Regions from separate parts of the Zea mays genome. Here region 1 is linked to region 2. A link is a contact called in public Hi-C data. All regions are on one chromosome and are shown on one strand. Each heading gives the region's core, a stretch centred on a gene start, on an enhancer-like site or on the middle of the called end of the contact. The rest is flanking DNA. Distances are from core to core; before and after follow the strand shown. Region 1 holds the start of LOC100382994. Region 2 holds the start of LOC542502 (translocon at outer membrane of chloroplast34).

Region 1 (2,700 bases), core at 83-2,582, 140 kb before region 2:
GCCTAAAATTAAGCAACTCAACAGACAACAGGTGTACAACACCTTCCGTCCTTCCCGCGTCAGTATTCGTCATCAGACAGACTGTTGCGCGATCTCGAAGAGATGATTGCCAGAAAATTAAAGAGACGCAAATAAAGGAACAAGAATAGCGATTTATTTGTAACATATATGTATTTGTATATAATCTGGACAAACAGGGGCCCTAAAGTTAATAAATCCATACAATATTTGATGTATGTGTTTTGTCTAGGTTCATTGTTATCAATATGTAATATGGACAAGAAAATAAGGGCCTAAGACGACTAGTACATTGTACGGAGGGATATAAAACTGTATATGTTGCAGCCGTACACCCTGCTACAAGCTACTAGTATGTAGAAAACCGCATGTGTCAAGTGCTGTATTGACGGGTGAGGAGGGTAAGGAGACGAGGGCGGTCGGTTCATCTTACATGATCCTGTCGCGGGTCCAGTGGATGGCGTAGCGGTGGAAGTCCTCCGTGGGGTCGAACCAGAGGCCGTAGCGCTCCTCCCGGCCGGCCGCCGTGCTGCCGTTGCCGTACACGTTGGTCTGCACGCGCCACTCCTTGCCGCGCACGTTCCCGAGGAACTCGAAGTCAAGCTCGTCGTGCGTCCGCTCGTACACGTCCCCGTTGGACATCTGCGTTTTTTTTGTTGGGGTTCGTCATAAAACAAAAAAAACGCAGCATTGGTGGTTGGGTTGGTTGGTTGGTCACGTACGTAGAAGGCGACGACGACGCCGGCGGTGTGGTCGGCGGGCAGCTTGACGCGGGCGCTGAAGTGCCCGTGGAGGTACGCGGCCTGCGACGCGAACCCGGCGCCTGCACACAGCGGAGCAGAGCAGAGCAGAGCAAGCGACGATGAGGTTCGCGAACAGAGAGCAGGAAACACGGAGCACGAGTTGGCATTGACTGGGCGTCGATCGGGCGGGGAACGAGCATGAAGCCGCCGAGCCGAGCCGAGCCGACCCACCTGTCCGCTCGTCGAGGGAGATGTGCACCCTCTTGCCCCCGCCGTGGAGCGCGAGGTTGGAGTCGCCGAACAGCTGCGTGTAGCCGTCCCCGAAGGAGAGGGGCGTCTCCGACGACGAGGGGAGGAGGTCGCCCGTGGCGGCGGCCGCAGCGGACAGACACGCCAATGTCGCCGCCGCCGCCGCCGCCAATACGAAGGAGCAAACCATCGGGCTGCGCAGAACTGCTCCCCGCTGCTTGCTCTGCTCCGCCTGCCTCCGCGCGCTCGCACTGAGCCACGCGCTCCCTGTTCTCCGCTCGCTCTGTGTGTGTCCCTAGCTAGCTAGCTTTAAATGGGCTAGAAAGGAGTGCAGCCTTTCATGCGCAGGGTGTGAATCGGAGCTTGGGGCGAGGAGGACATGTATGAGCAGCTGTATAGCTCTTTATTGGGAGCCGCGCAACTTGCGCTGGCAGTGTAGCGTTGTAGTACTAGTGTGCACGTACGGCGGGTGCGCAGCCGCAGCGCAGAGGTCTCTTCCTAGCCCCACTGTCCACACAGGCACAGCCCCAGACGCCCAGTACCAGTATGCGCTGCGCCGCGCATCAGAGAAATGCTGTATGTTTTTTTTTCTTTCTTCTCGTACAGTACAAAGCACATCTGAGTTCTGCTGTACAGTATGTACCCAACTGCACTGCTCCAACGTCTCGCTCCACCGGTTCACATCTTCGGGCTCTCTCTCACGCCTTCTCCACTCCACTGAAGAAAAACTGCTTGGTTGCCATGCCAGGATATCTATTCTAGCGCCATCAGGTTACCCGATTCGGGGCGCTTCGCTTGGTGTGCCATTCTCGGATGGTATAGACTGGAACTTTTTTTTAATTATTATTGTCTTGAAAAAAAAAAGTTCCATTCCCTTGCATCAAACAGTGACAGCACAGTACATGCGCTTTGGCATTCGGGAGCGAGCGAGGTCTTCTTCTTTATCCACGCATGCAGCGTCTGCGTCTCTCTCTCGCGCGCGCGCAGTAACAACTGTACAGACCTGGCCCGGTCCATGTCTCCATGGCCATGGCCACAGCGCCAGCATACGTACGCAACTGATAAGGTAGGTGCGTGTGCAGCCTCAGCCTGTGCGGATTCAGTTGGATGCTATTGAGTGACCGGGACGCCATGCGATGCGTGGGAAGAAGCGGTGATGATGATGATGGCTCGTGGCGAACAACAGGCAACCAACCGCCACAGCGCTCCTGCGTTGGGTAACGCCCGCGCTTCAATGCGGGATTGATTGCCGAGAGCCGGCCGTTGAGGCAACGGAACGAACGGGCGGGCGAGACACCTTCTCACTCTTTCCTCCTCCCGTCCTTCGTCCTTCCAATGCCTGCCTGCCTATCCTTTTTTTCACCGTGGTCCATGGATGGTAAAAAAAAACAACAAAGGGGACATGGCGTTGGTAATGGCCGGTCAGCGGCGTGAATGCGGTGTCTGGGCCTGGGGACAGCGACGAGCCACACGCCGCCAATGTAACGGCCGCCAGGCCGTGGAGGAGAGGACGGCCCGGCCACAGCGCAGCGGCGCCACACAACGGTTCGTTCTCTTCCCCGCCCTCCCGCGCTTTTGGACCATCTGCGCTGATCCCGGGGCCGGGGCAGCACAGCCAGCGACTCTGGGCGCCGTGCCGTTCCATTATTATTGCCCTTGCCCTCCCGTCCCGCTCCTGCTTTTCCTCGTC
Region 2 (2,700 bases), core at 98-2,597:
CAGATTGCCTCACTTTCAGGCAAGTATGGATATGATTCAATATGCTGAAATGCTGAAATGCTGAAATGTGCATACCTCTTAATGATGTCAACAGCCTGCTCATTAATGTATCCACCTTCAATAAGCCCAGGAGTGTCGATAATGTTCAAGGTGAACCCTGCCCTTGTGCGCGACCACATCATCGGTCTCAGACCCTCAGACTGCACAGTACAACATCCAACAACAGAACCACACATAAGTTACTCTGGCAGAAGCCGAACCAGAAACTTAGAACATGGTGAAGAAAAACCTGGAAAGCGCTGACAGTGGCGATCCTCTCCCCGACGATGGAGTTAACAGTAGATGACTTCCCCACTCCGCCTTTCCCCATCACCAGAATTGTCAATGTGCTCACATCCTTCATACCACAAACACAAACAGAACATGCATTGATCACCAATTTTTAAAGAACATAACCAGCAGAAAACACGACTATCCTTTGACTAATATACTACCTCAAGCCCAATTCATTTGCCATCTAGGACAATATAGTAAACCAAATGCATCTTAGACCCTTCTTTATTGAAAGCAATTTTCTGGAGGTAGCAGTTTACAAGATAACATATAGATATTGCACAGTTAGGTCGTCGACTCTAATTGAAGACCTAGCGTGCGTGACAAAGCTCTACAAGAGATAGCTCCTGCAGAGCCATAACTCACAATTTTGACCATTACTTGCTCTGAATCCACGATCGTATGAATTACCAAATTGTACCGCATTGCAGTTTCAGTACTTTTGAGTTCGATGTCATTCATTTTCATGCGATAAGAAAAATAATTACATGCATGGTAATGATTGGACTTTCCATAGCGCACATTTTCGAATGATATATATTTTAAACCGGCGGTAACTGAATCGCGCATTAGAACGTTGCATAGATGCGTAGTGGGGTACCTCCTCCTTGAGCTTGCCGAGGAGCTCGTGCAGCTCGGTCTGGGTGGCCGGAGGAAACTGCTGCAGCCCGACCCACTCGCGCGGTATTGGCGACGCCATCTCTCTCTTCACTTGCCCTGCCACAGGGACGCGCTTTCCACAAAATCAGAAACAGAAACCAATTTTGCCAGGACGGAGCAGAGTGTGCGCGCCGTAGGTGAGGCGTAGATGCTTACCAGAAGACACGAGGCCGGCAGTTGAAGCCTAGAACGAGGGGAAGGCCGCGGGCTGGCAGGGGTCACGGCGGCGGGGGTTTGGGCGAATGGAAGGGATAAGGAGAGCGGAGGGGGTGTCGATGAGATGGATCATGGATGTTGGGGGTTTGGGAAGACCGAAGACGGGAACTTTTTCTTTTTTTCTTTTCCCCCCTTTTCATTTTATTTTCTCTGTGGGCTGTACCGTGCTAAACGATAGCCTACGTATGGGCATGGGCTTGGTTGCTACAAGAAGTGCTCACTGTGGGCTAACGGGCAGCATTATTACTAATTCCGTTCTCTAATATTTGTCATTTGATAGTATATTTTTAAACTAAAACACGATAAGTAAAAGATAAGTAAAAAAGAATAGGAGTAGTAGTTCCTAAAAATGGTCCATAAACCTAGATTTAGGTCATGCTTGTTTACCTATATATTACTAGGAACGTGCCCGTGCGATGTCACGGAACACAAATTGCGACCCTTCAAATTAGGGCTCTGGCGACGGGCGGCGTGAGTACAATAGTGACGGCAAAATCTGTGATTAAACATCATCTATTGTTGTGAGTATAAATGTAAACTTAGTCTATTTACCTATCGAAACAATGCTATGTCAGTCGATACTAAAACTCGCAGAAATCGCATGAAAGAATTTATACAGCACAAGTTTGCTAGATACCAAAATATATTTTCCTATGACTGATGAAAACTGGAGAACGTTGCCTAAAACCTACAATCTAGAACATTCAGAATCTCGAAGACCAACCTAAGATTGTGATGAAGAGAAGGAAGCATCAACTGTCAGGATGAGTTGGAAGAAGCGTGAGCTAGGAGTCCTTCACCGCCCGGCCATGGTCGCCGAGGCCGAGGGCCCCCTCCACCGTCGATATGATCTTTGGCACCGAAATCCCACCTGAGGGGATGCTTTATAAATTTGTCTCGCACTCTAGTTGTTTAGTTTTTTGTTGTGTAATGGTTTTTTAATTAATCTAATTAATATTTAAACACCCGACGTGACACAAATTTTAGTCAGCAGAACCCAACAACTCAGTAAATCCACTCTCCAAGCGCTGACAGCAACGAACGAGACATCCATGCTTGAACTCACGACGCCACAGGAATCTGAAACACTTATACTGGAGTAGTACACACAATACTCCATCCATAGGCTGGCTCCACTGATTTCAGGCCGTGCAGAGCTCGCGCGAGAAACCGATGCGGCCATTGGCGACATCGAACAACACGCGGTGGTTATGCTGCTGCATGCTGGCCAACACGTTGAGCACAGCGCCGACGCCGTCCGATGGTCCCGCAGCCATGGCCAGGCACACGATCTTAATAGCCATGATTGATGGTACCTCATTGCATTTGTTAAACAGACCAAGTGATCCATATACCATAAGAGTAAATAGTGTGTGCATTGGGCATATATAATAGAGCATGAGATCATTGTCAAGGACAATGCAACAGAATGCCACAAAGAAATTTAACCTCCACATCATCTGCATGGAAAGTATAGTTATTGGTCTAGTG

The links. Hi-C and Micro-C count contacts between places; a contact is called where the count stands out from the background.
Region 1: a Hi-C map of leaf shows a contact between it and region 2, with 7 times the contacts expected there. The contact joins the promoter of LOC100382994 here to the promoter of LOC542502 in region 2. A contact is called at or near these places in 2 of 25 Hi-C or Micro-C datasets (both in leaf).

The regions. Positions count from the first base shown.
Region 1 is chr9:150,087,506-150,090,205 of Zm-B73-REFERENCE-NAM-5.0, reverse strand. It overlaps LOC100382994, which reads right to left and starts at 1,332. Exons shown (of 4, transcript NM_001175677.2): 1 at 993-1,332; 2 at 741-841; 3 at 452-660. The coding sequence starts at 1,200.
Region 2 is chr9:149,945,284-149,947,983 of Zm-B73-REFERENCE-NAM-5.0, reverse strand. LOC542502 (translocon at outer membrane of chloroplast34) reads right to left here and starts at 1,347. Exons shown (of 8, transcript NM_001112052.2): 1 at 1,150-1,347; 2 at 935-1,050; 3 at 290-397; 4 at 76-200. The coding sequence starts at 1,033.